Linked DNA regions of Mus musculus: region 1 is linked to region 2. A link is a contact called in public promoter capture Hi-C data. All regions are on one chromosome and are shown on one strand. The core of a region is the stretch at or near the end of the contact, and the rest is flanking DNA. Distances in the headings are between cores, read along the strand shown.

Region 1 (2,700 bases), core at 64-2,563, 200 kb after region 2:
GATAGGGCCTGTCCTTCAGACCCTGTCCCTGGAGTGGGAATGCTTCAGCCCCAAGAAGTCACCAAAGCACCTTTGCAATCCGTCATTAGCCTGGGAGATTCACACCCATCCCCCAACCACCCTGGCTAGCCCGGCGACGCACGATGTCAGCCAAAGGAGCTTCAGCCAAAGCGCGAGCGCTGCGGGGCTCTTGCTCCGCCTAAGCTCTCACTACCCGCAGCACCCCACCCCTCGTCACTCGTAAAGCCCACATTGCGCGGATCCGGCTCTCGAGGAATCGCGCGGGCTAAATGACTGGAGGCGAGGGATAGGGGCTGCGGAAGCGGCTGCAGGGACTCAAGCTAGGGCGGGTCAGTGCCCCGAGCGGCTTTCAGGGTGCACAGCAGCTGCGAGCTCTGTGCTCCCAGGGCTTTGGGAAGAGGCGCGCAGCAGAGCTCTGACCAGGGAGTGGCAGCCTGCCAGTCCCGCTTTTTCAATCAGGCTCTCCAGCCCAGATCGGTCCTCACCCCCTAAGGCCGGGTGCGTCTCCCCCCACCTGCAGGTCCCCGCTGCGGCGGGTGTGGTTCGCACTACATCCCTCGGGTTCTTACCTCCGCGGCGTACACTTCGGCGTCTTTAGACGCTGTACCATGGCCCAGACAGTCCAGAAGCACCAGTAGCAGCGGGAGCAGCGAAGCTCGGCTGCTGAGGCAGCTGCCAGTGCAGCCTGGACGTCCGAGTGCGCTCCGGTCGCTGCCCATGCTCCTAGGCAGTCAGCCCGGTCCTGAGCGCTGCACGCGGGGCTAGCTGGCTGGCCCGCACCGCGTCCTCGCACGCGGCTGGGAAACTTGCGACGCTCCCTGGCTCCCGGCCCCGCGGGCGCGCGGCGGACCTCCGGCTCCCGGTGCCTGCCTGAGGAGCTCAGGTCCCCTCTGCCAATTCCCAAACCGGGTGAGAAGCGGGCAGGGCAGGTCGGGGCACGCGGGGACTCGCCCGCTGGAGAAGGGGACCGGCCGAGCTGCACGCCGCAGAGTCTCGCAGCGTCGGCGCGGTGCGCCCTGGCCCCGGCCCCCGAGAGCAAGCAGAACTCCAGAGCCTTTGTCTGGCTCAGCGCTCCGGCCGCCCGGTCCCGCGGCGCCCCCTGCGCGCCCTGCACTCTCTGTCCATGCCCAAGGTCCTCCGCGCTGCCCAGAGTGCGCGCTTCCCTCTGGCGACTCCACTAGCTGCCGCGCCCAATCGGGCCTGGATCCCCAGGCAGTCCCGGGAGGGGCGCAGGGAACCGGCCCGACAGAGCGACGAGCCCGCCAGCCAGCTAGCCAGCGCCCGGCGTCCCCGGCGAGTTTGGCTCCGCAGCCCTACTCCCAGTGCGCGGCGGGAGCCGCGGTTCTTAAAGGGCCAGTGTGCTCCCTGTGCGCAAAGCCAGGCGGAGGCTGGGGGCGGGACCTAACCCGAGGCTTCTCAGTAGCAGGTGCCGCCTGCGGTGACCCGGCAGGTGGGTGACCCTACTCCATTTTTCCTGATGGCAGTAAACCTCTCCTAGCCTGCTTAGCTCCTATCTCTGGGGAGCAGGAGTGACCCATGACTCGACCCTATGCTGAGGGAGGGCGCAAGGAAGGCGAGATCTCCCTTGGAGGGAGGCGAGAGGACATTCAGATCAAAGTGGGACAGAAAAAGACTTGGGTAAGGACCTGAAGTACTGCTTTAAGCTTTTAAACATGGCAATAAAACTCTGGGGGTGGGGGGAAGTTGGAGGAGCAAGTAAGATGGCTCAGCAGGTAAAGGCCCTGGCCACTATCAAATTTGTCAAGTACGGCGAAAAACTTCGATCTCCAGGACCTACTTGGTGAACCGATAGAACCTGTGCCACCGTAGCGCTCGTTAGACCCTACACACCCACGCAAGTCCCAGAGCAGAGTGTCTTAGTCTCTTTAGTAAATTTCCCCAGTGGAGAAGTCTGGGATTAGGGCGCCTCTGGGGCGCCTCTAGTGCTGAATGCAACCTAGAGCGCACGCTTACAAGGCGTGTGAGTCTGCATCCTTACTCCCTGCCCAGTGGATAAGAGCAACTGACTAGATTTTTTTCTGAGTTTCAGTGTTGGGCTGAGGGTTCCGGTTCCTAGTGTGCACACATTTCGTTTCCAAGAAAAGTCCATTCCACTATATTTGGTCTCTGTGCCCGCGAGGCCCATCGGAACTCCGGGTGGAAGGGCAAACCTTCTGGGGAAGCTGGGGCTGGATTTTAATTTTTACTCCGGCGTGGACGCTAAGGTGATCGAAGGGCCACGGCAACTTCGTCCAACCCCAGGTCAGCCCTAGTGTCCTTAACTGGGGGAATTGGTATGCCACTTGAGAACCAGGGCAGAAGGCAGCACACTTTATCACCTCCCCACAGACTAGAGAAATGGTGTTTACCTTCCCTGAGGGTGGTCTTTCCTAGAGTTGACTCTCTGGATGCCTCCGACCCCTCTCACCTCTCAGAATCAGGAGACCTGGCAAAGGACCTTATGGCTGGTTTGAACCCACTCACCGGCTGAAGGAAAATAAAGCATACCCATTGCCTGGCCTACTAACAGCTCGAGGAAAGGAGATGGGGATTTAGAGAAGAGGTAGAGGCAGTCTCTCCCCTTCCCACTGGTGGACCTCTCTGTTGGGGGTCCCTCGCCGGGAAAACCAGCTGCTGAATTTTCTAATTAGAAATTTGATTTTGGGGCTGGTGAGATGG
Region 2 (2,700 bases), core at 174-2,673:
ACTTCCTGTGGACTCTGTTTTCTTTGTGAGCAAACTCTAGACCATCACCCAGCAGTAAATATGGTATCACTGAGCTGTGTGCCTAGCATCTGCTTTTGTGTGTCAAAGCTATTTTGATTTTTGTGGCCTGGGCTCTTTCTCTAGATTAATTACCGAGGACCTGGAGTCTTGGTGGACAGTAACCCTTGTGGACAGAAGGAGGCTGGCACACCGTGTCCTCTTACCTCCTCTGCTTGTATGGTTTCTTTTTCAATTTTCCCAAGTAGCTCGTTTCTCAGCAAGATCTCCTTGTCCAGATTGACGTAGATCTCCATTGCCCGATGAAGCTTGTTCTGAAACACACCGGCATGACACATGCTAAGGGGAGCTTTCAGAACGGTGGGGAGGGGAGCTGGGAGCAAAAGCAAGGCCAGCCGTTCCTACAGATTCATTCATATCAGCCTGGGACTGCCAAAGGTATCTGAGAACCCGGCTGGAGGGAAGGAGAGGACCTTGGGGTCTTGGCCGGTGCTGGAGATGCAGAGTGGTCCAGCAACAGGACTCAGATCTTGCCCCCCTCTGCTTTTTAAGAGGAATGTTTAGGTAGCCAAACTTCTCTTACACTGGTATGCTCTGATATGATATTGCCAGGTTGTGAGGAGACATCCTGGTAGAGAATAGAACACTGTGCCTGGCAGGTACAGGTCCCTCAATAGTTGTGATGCCTATCTCAGGAAGATGCAGAGAGAGAAAAGAGGGGAGCTCCCCCACGGAAGGATCCGACCCTTCTCCCCACATAAAAGTAGGGGAGCCGGGATTTGAATGAGTGCAGTGTGACTCCTCACCCTCTGAGCTCCACTACACTGTCTCTGCCTAAAGGAGCAGGGCTGGCTGGCGTCAGGGAATCCCGCAGGAGCTGCCTCGTGGGTGCCCGCTGCATTGTTTGCACTGCAGTGTCCCTAGGCCCCTGCTGCTTAGATGGGCCTCCTCTGGAACTGTCTCCCTGGCACCTCTCCTGCAGGGACGTCTCCAGAAATGCTAGAATGTATTCTGCCTGACTGAGGACTGGACACTCGCACGAGCGCGCATGCACACACACACACACACACACACACACACACACACCAGGCACTGGTTAGTGAAGCATTCAGCTCCAGGAAGCTCACTCACAGCCAATCAATGCCAAGGAAGGTGGAGATTCTCATGGGCACACAGTAGGCTGAAGCTGGTGTGTGTCGGGGCTGGGGTATGTTCGGCAACAAGACTGAGAACAGAAGTGAAAGATAAAAACCACACTTCACTCTGTAAAAGATGAGAGGGCACCAAGCTGGAAGAGGAGATCACAAAGCACAATGGGAGGAGGAAGGTGCAGGGGCATTGCCACAGACGCTCAAAATTTAGAGAATGCAGAGGAGCCTGACTGGAGCCATCTGCCTGGGATCCTTAGGCTCTTAGGAACCATTCAGTCCTGGTCCTTTCAGACTCTCCTTGTTAGCAATTCCTCTAGGCTCTGCCCAACAGTTACCTAGCAACAGCTCGTGGCTCTGCCAGCCAGGTTCAATCCAGGAGCCAGGCTTATAAGACCTCTTCCTTCCTTCCTTCCTTCCTTCCTTCCTTCCTTCCTTCCTTCCTTCCTCCCTCCCTCCCTCCCCTCCCTCCCTCCCTCCCTCCCTCCCTCCTTCCCTCCCCTCCCTCCCTCCCTTCCCTCCCTTTCTTCCCTCCTTCCCTCCCTCCCTCCCTCCTTCCCTCCTTCCCTCCTTCCTCCCTCCCTCCCTCCCTCCCTCCCTCCCTCCCTCCTTCCCTCCTTCCCTCCCTCCCTCCCTCCCTCCTTCCCTCCTTCCCTCCCTCCCCCTCTGTCCTCCCCCCCCCCCTCTCTCTTCCCACATGTCCCTGGCCAGCCTCTTTCCTGCTTTCTCTCTTCTCTCTTCTTTCTATCCTTCTCTGCTCCCCAACCCCTTTCTCAGCTTCTACCCCTTCTCCAGCTCTCCTTCCCTTCCGCGGAGAGTCAGCGTGTGGTGCAGGGGTGAGGGCATTGTTTTGGCAGGGCTGACTATTCAGGTAGGAGGGAAGAGGAGCCAGGGAAGACATTTGCCCAGTTGTGAGAGGCAGGGCAGAACGGACAGTGCTCTGTTGGGCCAAGAGATGCAAAGGCACTCAAGGCCAGCCACTTGAGGTCACTACAGAAAAGACGGACCCGGCTCTTCCTCCCAGGGAACAAAAGCACCTCAGATCCTGTGCTTAAAGCGAAGGCCACTCCTCGTCTCCGTTTATCAGGGCAGAAGTCTGGACACAACGCAGGACACACCACAGCTGAATTCTCTGCCCATGAGCCCACCAGGCTGAAACCTAGGAACTGGCCAGGACCAGGGCTCGTGTCTGGGTCTTGAGGGGCCTCTCATAAGCACAATGGCTGTTGGCAGAACGCATTTTCTTGAAGTCATAGCGCTGAAGGGTTTCTTCCTGACTGTCCGCAGTTCATTCAACTCCTAGAGATCACCTAGGACCTCTTCCATGTAGCCCCCTCTTTCTTCAAAGCAGTGATGGAGGACTTCTGGCCCCCAAATTTCACTTAAACTTCATATCTATGACTTGGTTTTTTGCAATAAATAAATAAATAAATAAATAAATAAATCTTTTGATGAGCTTGTGGGATGAATGGGGCCTTCTGGACACTTCCTTATCTCAAGGCCAACTTTGTCACCTAGTTACATCACAGAAATG

Evidence for each region. Promoter capture Hi-C pulls out the DNA fragments that hold promoters and counts their contacts.
Region 1: a promoter capture Hi-C map of embryonic stem cells shows a contact between it and region 2, with 21 read pairs. The contact joins the promoter of Mmp15 here to the enhancer-like site in region 2. A contact is called at or near these places in 7 of 39 promoter capture datasets (the 3T3-L1 cell line, cranial neural crest, embryonic stem cells and 1 more), 14 of 484 Hi-C or Micro-C datasets (the AML12 cell line, the CH12 cell line, the N1E-115 cell line and 10 more), 6 of 115 datasets of contacts at active chromatin or transcription factors (embryonic midbrain, embryonic stem cells and forebrain) and 2 of 9 other capture datasets (embryonic stem cells and pancreatic islet).

Annotation. Positions count from the first base shown.
Region 1 is chr8:95,350,909-95,353,608 of GRCm38.p6, reverse strand. Mmp15 (matrix metallopeptidase 15) reads right to left here and starts at 1,313. Exons shown (of 10, transcript NM_008609.4): 1 at 591-1,313. The coding sequence starts at 740.
Region 2 is chr8:95,548,829-95,551,528 of GRCm38.p6, reverse strand. It overlaps Ccdc113 (coiled-coil domain containing 113), which reads right to left. Exons shown (of 9, transcript NM_172914.2): 7 at 225-332. Among named protein-coding and RNA genes, the nearest start is that of Ccdc113, 16 kb to the right of the region's middle. Within about 2 kb of position 1,423, at least 31 of the 459 cell types and tissues checked have an H3K27ac peak or open chromatin away from gene starts, as enhancers often do. A contact at or near this core is called in brain and cortical neurons, where this site is marked.